2 separate regions of the Zea mays genome follow, and region 1 is linked to region 2. Evidence: chromatin contacts called from public Hi-C data. All regions are on one chromosome and are shown on one strand. The core of a region is the stretch at or near the end of the contact, and the rest is flanking DNA. Distances in the headings are between cores, read along the strand shown.

What was found. A called contact is a pair of places that touch in the nucleus more often than the background predicts.
Region 1: a contact with region 2 is called in a Hi-C map of ear, with 4 times the contacts expected there. The contact joins the promoter of LOC100284728 here to the promoter of LOC103641028 in region 2. A contact is called at or near these places in 2 of 25 Hi-C or Micro-C datasets (ear and tassel).

What each region holds. Positions count from the first base shown.
Region 1 is chr10:40,332,092-40,336,668 of Zm-B73-REFERENCE-NAM-5.0, reverse strand. LOC100284728 reads left to right here and starts at 3,158. Exons shown (of 7, transcript NM_001367196.1): 1 at 3,158-4,281. The coding sequence starts at 3,575.
Region 2 is chr10:39,393,969-39,398,633 of Zm-B73-REFERENCE-NAM-5.0, reverse strand. It overlaps LOC103641028, which reads left to right and starts at 2,769. Exons shown (of 9, transcript XM_008664441.3): 1 at 2,769-3,227; 2 at 4,110-4,665. The coding sequence starts at 4,217.

The sequences.
Region 1 (4,577 bases), core at 1,909-4,408, 940 kb before region 2:
CCGCGACTCGGGAATTAGAGTTTTTGTTTTTTTTATTATTTGGAATTTGTTTCCCCCTTTTTTTTAAAAAACAATTTTTTTATTTAAATATTTCAAAAATTATAATAATTTGAACAATATTATTGTAATAAAATACAAAATATTTATCTGTAGACCAAGGTCCATTGTATTAATTAATTAGATTTCACATCAAAATAATATTGTAAATAAAATCATCAATCAATTATTAGCAAACAAAAATTATGCTCCAAATATGTATGCATCAAACACTTGGTTTAAATTTTAAATTTTACTCTAAAAAGATTAACTACTTATATTTTTATGCTATTTCTTTCTTTTATTGTAGAATTCTTTCTTCTCTACTAGGTTTAGCAACTAATATTAACTTACTTTTAATTGATGGATTTGAGATGTTACATTTTAATGATGTTGCACTGATTTAAGTGACATCAATTTTGTCTTTTTTAATTCTATTTTCTACAAGTGTCAAATTTTATGTAGTTTTACACAAATTTGGTAATTAGATATTATACTCACCATAATTTTTTGTAAAATTTTAGAAGTAATAGTTTAATTACAAAAAAGCTACATAAAGAGAACTTAATATTTTTTGTCTCTGATTCATTTCTTCTTTGATAAGACCAAAATTTTTACTAGAGCTAAACAACACTATTACTAAACTAAGAATTTTTTTTTGTTGATTTTATTAAGAAAGTTAAGTGGTCTTTCTTCTAATTATTATCTAAATCAGTTCTGCATTTGTTTTTTATAAAACTTACCAAACACTAATAAAATAATCTCCATTTTTTACACAAACCTTCTCCTATCTACACTAACATACACAAATATTTCCAGATTTTTCTGAGAATTTTAAATCTAGACCCATAAATATGTAAATATTTCTCAGAATTTTATATAGGTTTAGATTTAATGTTCTTAAAAAATCTGAAAATATTTGTATATATTAGTTTAGCTAAGAGATAATCTATGTAAAAAATGGAGATCATTTTTTATTGTTACTAGGTGTTTCTAAAAAACAAATGTAAAATTAATTTAATTATTAATTAGACGAAAGGACACCTATCTTTCTTAATAAAAGCAACACAAAATTTTGTAGTTTATGAATAGTATTGTTTAACTCTAGTAAAAGTTTTAGCTTAATAAGATAATAAATGAATCAGAGACAAAACTCTTAAGTTATTTTTGTGTAGTTTTTTTATTTTTAGTAATTAAATGGCTTCTAGAAATGTTATAGAAAATTACAGCTAACATAATATCTAATTATCGATTTGTGTAAAATTGTATAAAATTTTGATGGTAGTAGAAAAAACAGAATTAAAAAAAAAGACAAAATAGTTCCATTTAAACAAGTGTCATGTCATCATAACAGTTAACTAAAATTATTTGGAGGTTATTTGTCCGCTTTTATAAAGTTTAGGGCTAGTTTGGGAAAACCATTTTCTCAAGTGATTTTCATTTTATCAAGTGAAAATGAACTGATTTCTCTTGGGAAAATAAAATCTCTTGGGTTATATTTTTATGCTATTTCTTTCTTTTATTGTAGAATTCTTTCTTCTCTACTAGGTTTAGCAACTAATATTAACTTACTTTTAATTGATGGATTTGAGATGTTACATTTTAATGATGTTGCACTGATTTAAGTGACATCAATTTTGTCTTTTTTAATTCTATTTTCTACAAGTGTCAAATTTTATGTAGTTTTACACAAATTTGGTAATTAGATATTATACTCACCATAATTTTTTTGTAAAATTTTAGAAGTAATAGTTTAATTACAAAAAAGCTACATAAAGAGAACTTAATATTTTTTTGTCTCTGATTCATTTCTTCTTTGATAAGACCAAAATTTTTACTAGAGCTAAACAACACTATTACTAAACTAAGAATTTTTTTTGTTGATTTTATTAAGAAAGTTAAGTGGTCTTTCTTCTAATTATTATCTAAATCAGTTCTGCATTTGTTTTTTATAAAACTTACCAAACACTAATAAAATAATCTCCATTTTTTACACAAACCTTCTCCTATCTACACTAACATACACAAATATTTCCAGATTTTTCTGAGAATTTTAAATCTAGACCCATAAATATGTAAATATTTCTCAGAATTTTATATAGGTTTAGATTTAATGTTCTTAAAAAATCTGAAAATATTTGTATATATTAGTTTAGCTAAGAGATAATCTATGTAAAAAATGGAGATCATTTTTTATTGTTACTAGGTGTTTCTAAAAAACAAATGTAAAATTAATTTAATTATTAATTAGACGAAAGGACACCTATCTTTCTTAATAAAAGCAACACAAAATTTTGTAGTTTATGAATAGTATTGTTTAACTCTAGTAAAAGTTTTAGCTTAATAAGATAATAAATGAATCAGAGACAAAACTCTTAAGTTATTTTTGTGTAGTTTTTTTATTTTTAGTAATTAAATGGCTTCTAGAAATGTTATAGAAAATTACAGCTAACATAATATCTAATTATCGATTTGTGTAAAATTGTATAAAATTTTGATGGTAGTAGAAAAAACAGAATTAAAAAAAGACAAAATAGTTCCATTTAAACAAGTGTCATGTCATCATAACAGTTAACTAAAATTATTTGGAGGTTATTTGTCCGCTTTTATAAAGTTTAGGGCTAGTTTGGGAAAACCATTTTCTCAAGTGATTTTCATTTTATCAAGTGAAAATGAACTGATTTCTCTTGGGAAAATAAAATCTCTTGGGTAAATGGGGTTCTCAAACTAGCTCTTAGATGGTTAAACATCTGGTTTTAAAAGTGAGAGGGTGAAGTAGAGCATGCTCTGAAGGCTAGAGATTACGTATACTTTCTGAACGAAGAGGCGCCCGCTGTCGAGAGTCTAAGCAAACCCACCTGACTACTTCAGTACCTGACTACGAATCCAAATAGGCCTAGGTCTTTAAGCCCACCTGGCGTTCCTGTTCTTCATCCGGCGGAGCCGCGGAGGCCACAAGCGCCTGCTGGCCCACGAAAGTGCCCTAGTTCTTCTTCTTCATTCCTGTCGGCGGTGAAGGCCCATCTGTTTTGCTGGCCCACATCGTGCGGCAGCCCTGGCTGGTCTTCCGTCTTCCTCGAAACCCTGACGCGGCCGCCACGCCATGCTCGCCGCAAGTCCCCTGCGCCAAGTGCCGCCGCCGGGCATCCCATCCACCTCCCGTCCTACTCCCTGAAGGCATGAACCCCCGTTCCAAGCGCCCTATACCGCCGCCATCTCCCGTTCCCCTTTCCTTTGTTCTCTTTCGTCTGCTGGGCAAACCAACGCCGCCAGCCACTGGTCGATCACTTCCAGCCAAGGAGTGGCGGACGCGCAGGGCTTGGAGTGTGGCGGACAGGCGGATCCTGTAGCGGCAGAGACAGGTACGGACGAGAGAGGTGAGTTCTCCGCACGATCGGCTGGGACAGGGGAACGACGCGCGCAACTGTGTGGCCTGGGGGGGCATTAAACGCTTAAACGGCGATCAATCGTCGCTTAATCGATTGCTGTCGGGTACTCCTGGCACTCAGAAGAGGTTGAACTAAGATAGGGATATTCAATGACGGGTGGATCGGGTGTGGTGGTGATAGACAATGGGGGTGGTCTTCTCAAGGCTGGCTTTGGGGGGGACAATGATCCAATTGCTGTTGTCCCCAACTGTATGGCCAAACCCCCTGGTGGCAATGCCAGCTCGAAGAAATGGCTTGTGGCTGACCAGCTGCAGGCAGAAGATGTCGATGTGACTGGCATGACTTTGAAGCGTCCTATTGACCGTGGCTATCTTATCAATACCGAGGTGCAGAGGGATGTGTGGGAACGGGTTTTGCGCAATCTTCTCCAGGTTGATCCTACTAACTCGTCCTTGTTACTGGTGGAACCCATGTTTAACCCTCCAGCGATACAGCATGCAACTGATGAGCTAGTGTTCGAGGAGTTTGGCTTCAACTCGCTTTATGTTGCAGATGGTCCTTCCCTTGTCCACCTTTATGAGGCTAGCCGACAACCAATGATGTTTCGTGCCCAATGCAGCCTTGTTGTTGACTGTGGCTTCTCTTTCACCCATGCATCCCCTGTACTTCAGAACTTTACTCTTAATTATGGTGTTCGGCGTATGGACCTTGGCGGCAAGGCCCTTACAAACTATCTCAAGGAGCTCGTCTCATACCGTTCCCTTAATGTTATGGATGAAACTCTCCTCATTGATGATGCAAAGGAAAAGCTATGTTTTGTCTCGCTTGATGTCCCTGGTGATCTACACCTTGCCAGGTCAGCTGTCTTCATAACCTTTCATGTGCCAACCCTTCTTTTGTTTGTTTAGGGTTAATGTTTCATGTAAGTTCTGAATAAATTTAAAGGTTGGGCCATCTAGGAACATCTAGTGTTTGAACTTTGTCTGTTTAACCAATTTAAGTGCACACATTGATAACCTTTTTTGACAAACTGGATTTTGTAGCTTCCAGAACTAGAGGTGTTGTGCATGCACACATGTTTTTGTGGGAGCTGGTGAACTAGCATTTTGAGCTGAAACTTCACTATAGGCATTAGAAGGCTTGAAAGACCTT
Region 2 (4,665 bases), core at 1,520-4,019:
GGCCTCAGAATGGTGTCAACAAGCTCCTGTAAAAATTTCAGATTTTTTGAACAACCGAGCGAAAAGTTATGCCCGGTTTAAGGAAGGTATGTTTAAAATGACCGAGATGAGACAACCGCTTTGTATTCTTTCTCCTTCATTTTCTTTTTTTTTTGTTTCTGTTTTTTATTTAACGTAACCGAAGGAGAAAAACAAGGAAGCGGCGTTGACTCGGTTTGTTTTTTTTTCTGTTTTTTACGTAACCGAAGGAGAAAAATAAGGAAGCGGCGTTGACTCGGTTTGTGGCGTGATCAAACGGAATATAGTGGCGGCGCGCTAGGGTTTGAATGGTGGAATAACACAATGCAACCAGCAACAAATAACGTGAAAGCACACAAATTCAACAATGCAGATTATTGAAAGAAAGTGTGAGGCTAAAAAGGGTGCTGGGATAAGGTCTAACCTAAATTTTTATGTGGTTTTGTGGACTGTAGGAGAAAAAAACACTCGATAAACTCACCGATCAACCTGAAAATCTGATACCACTTGATGGAGCTGGAGTGCCCGATCTTTCGGTGAGTGGAGATAATTCCGATTTGGTGGAAGTAGACCCTCACGATCCGACTATGACGAGCGAACCCGAAGCGCCAATGCAATCGCTGAACCAACTCCTAATGGTTACTGATCTTGCTGATGCGAGATCGGCCTGATCACGAAGATCGTTTCCTGTGCGCAATCGAAGAACGAACAAGAAAAAGATGCGAGCAATCTTAATATCACTCGAAGTGGAGTTCTGAATCACAGAGGACAACACGTATTTGTGCGTGTTCTGGGGTAGCTAAAGCTAGATGTAAAACAAAACTCGAAGAACAAAGGAGGCGCGGCTCCTGGATAAATAGAGAGAGGGGGCGCAGCCCCTAGGGGCGACCAACCCTAGGTCGTCCACTATGGGCCGCAGTTGGGCTGGTCGTCTATTCTTCTGGTCCCTCATTCTTCAGTAGCATGACGAAGTTAAGATCTCTGGCACGGGCCTGAGTGATTGGCCCAGCTAATGAAGGAAGTGGCGCTTGATGTGGAGGTGTTGCTGGTGTAGTCGTACTCATAGTGATGTCCTCATCAAGAGTTCAAGGAAACAACCCACTGTATCAAGGTCTAGTACAGTCTGAATACAAGGCAATTGTCAATGCTACTGCAGAGGTGATGTGGATCTAGATTTTACTATATGAACTCAAGATTAATTGCCCAAGAGCAGCTAAACTATGGTGTGATAATATTGGTGCAAAGTACTTGTCAGCAAACCCAATTTTCATGCCAGGACTAAACACATAGAAGTGGATTATCATTTTGTCAGAGAACGAGTGACTAGAAAACTTCTGGATATTGATTTTATATCTTCAGGTGATCAAGTTGCAGATGGTTTCACCAAGCCATTGCCAGTTCGGTCTCTAGAACAATTCAAGTTCAATCTCAACCTATCTCGTCTGTGATTGAGCGAGGATGTTAGATGAAAGAGTTCTAGAAGAATCTGTTGTGCGTATCTTGCCTTGTGTAACAAACTGTGTATATAGAGAACAGTCCGGATTTTTGGGATCTCATTGAGATTAGAATGTCATGTAATTATAAGCTACCAAATATGGCTCCTTGAGTTACGAACTATGATCTGTGTACACCTATTTGTATGCCACGGTTGGGGCTTTTCCAATCATCAATTGATTCAACACGCATACGCCTGGTACCCAACATAGGGGCCGACGTTCCTCCACCCGCCCTCTGATTTTTCTCACACAAGAGCCTATTAATCTAAGTACTTTGTGTTGTTTGATATATAGTGTTTACAAATATGTGATTCCACCAAATGTAAATTGCATTGTACTTGAAAATAATATTTACTTCAAAGCTATATGCATTCCTATGAATTAGCTCATGGAGTTACTTCAGTTGATGGAGCATAACATTCAATCTTGCCTCTTTTACATAATTCATGTGACGACGTCTCGGACAATGAGCACTGCTTCCATGTCTATATCAGTGATGGCGAAGAGCACTAGCCTGTCTTTGGTGTCGCGTTCGGCAGACTTGACACCACCCACATTTTAGATCTTTTCCACAACACTTAGAAAGATGCTATGGTTAAATGAGAGGAAGTTTTAAATTCTAGGATGTGATCTTTAAGTGTAATTATGTTTCTTTGTGCAACCCATTTTGCAACATACTATAAGTTGAAATTAACTTGACCAATTTCCTGAGCTTCCTTATTATCTATATCAGGTTTATAGATGAACTAGAGTTCGACATCACATTACTAATTCTAGGCACAATGTTTCACCATTTCAGTATGCTTTTGATGAATCTGGAGGAAGTCTGCAACTTGACATTGTCAACGGGAAGTTGAAGTGGCTAGCAGGACCCAAACCTCTTATCCTGATACGCCACTTTGTTGTCTAGATGCTTCAACCTCGAGCTGTTATGCTCTCACACATTTATAATTTGATTTTTCATGTTGACAAGCTCATTGCAAAATACTTTCCATAGACCATTTTACAATTTCAATTATCTCATTTCTTTGTTATACAATACAAAACGAATATGATGTAAAATTGCGGATGTCATTCCATCCTTAGATAAGTTTAACATTGATTCTCTGTAAAACTTTCAGGTTAATACGTTACACGTACTTAATAGTTGTGGGGAGTTGTCGTTTTCTCTGTCGTTGCTGCCCAATTTATTTTGTCGGTCATTGCTATCGTAGCAACAAGGCAACTACGAGATAAAGATGTTCACTCTGTAGCAGGATATTCAGGATATTCATCTAGTAGTAGGTGTAGTACTGTGAAGATTACAGGAGTAATAATTGGCAAGTAATGATGAACGAGTAGGTGCTCCACAAGCAAAAGAACCCCAAAGTTCCGTGTGAGGTGTGACTCGAGCTCCCTAGATTTCGATTAGAAAACTCGATCAGATTCTTTTCTTTCCTCTCCTCCGGAATAGTTTATTCCGCTTTGCTTTGGGTCCACGATCTCTTCTTCGTCTCCTCCTCGAGGCAGAGGAAGACGTCCGGCTTCTTGTATCCGCCTTGTTAGCCCCACACACCGACAACCTGGACTGCGCGTCCACGAACTCACTCGCCGAACAGACATCATTCCCCTTACCCCGACGTTTGAAATCCTCTCCAGCCGATGCATCCTCCCCATCAATCTTCTCCGGTTCGTTGCATTGCGTCTGGATTGGCCTGCCCCTGCTAGATTCAGGTAACTGCTGCAGCTGCGGTTCTTGACCCGTTTACTTCGGTTTGCCCGTGGCCGCCCTTGTCTTATCCTTCTCTCTGCATTTGAGCCTTCTTTTTCACAGTATACTTGATTGGTTTGGGCTCTGTACCCAGTCAACTCCCTCCCCCCTTGTCCTGGCTTTTGATACTGCATTTTGGTTGTCCTAACTTGTTTCTGCTAATTTAATCGGCATTCATTGTAATTCCCGTACCGAGTCCTCTTGGGTTTGCTTGGCAGTTTTGCTTTGCTAGCACTAGCAGTACTCTGCATCTCTTTTGTTGTTAATGTGGGTAAAGTTTTTGCTTTTTCTTCAACCAAATGCTCCCTTTTTTCTCTTTCCAATGAACATTGATTGGTTCCTTGATGGCTCAGGTTCTCTTTACGGGAGCTGCTCTTGCAGACCGGCTGATTTAATGCAAGACGCTGTCTGTTTTTCTCTTTCCATTGCCCTTGATTTAATGCAAGACGCTGTCTGTTTTCTTTGCCTCTGGTATTGGGCTGGTACTTCACATGTTCTGGATGCTGCATTGGTTAGTCTCAGTCCAGTCCGGTCAAAGTCGTCTCTTCTCTCAGATCTCGTGCTGTCCCTAGCATTTTCCCTAGTTTAACTAGGTTCGAGTTATCTCCCTTTGCTTCATCGACTCATGCGTCCGTATTATTTGGGTTTTACGCTACCTTGTTCTTTTTGCTGAAAATTTTGTATTTTAACGAAGTTTTTCTATTCACTGCATCCCCACTAGGATCATCTGCTTCTGCTGCTGCTATTATTATTAGCATTAGGTCTCGACGCACACGATCTTAATCATTAACTGTTTTTCTTTTCTCCTTTACCTAGTAAGATAATCACTGCCTTGCTGAATGCAGGGACTTCGCATCCATTGTGTCTGATTTCTTCTATTCAGAGTGAATTGCAGAAGTAGACTGGTTTCTTCTTCATCCAGTAAGCTCAGTCTGTACCCTGCACTGCAACAATGGTGCTAGGCCTCCGAACCAAGACAAGGAAGGATTCTGCCTTCCATGTGGATTTCAATATTCTCATCCAAGAAATCAGCCCATGGCCCCCTTCTGAATCGTTGAAGTCTTTGCGCTCCGTAGTACTCTTCTGGGAAAATGGCGAGCGCAATTCAGGAAAGACGAGCACTGTTGCGCCTTCAATTGGGTCAGGTTCCACAGCAGGGAAGATTGAATTTAATGAGTTCATAAACTTACAGGCTATTTTCCAGAAGGAGGGGTCATCCAAGAGTGGAAAGTGGCAGAAGAACCTGCTTGAATTGAACTTGTATGAGCCGAGGAGGGAGAAGCTGAAGGGCCAGCATTTGGGGTCTGCAACACTAGACCTTGCAGAGCATGCAATGTTTCATGAGGACACCAGTGTTCCTGTGCCTCTCAGTTCCAAGAGAAGTTTCAAAAACAATGCCCA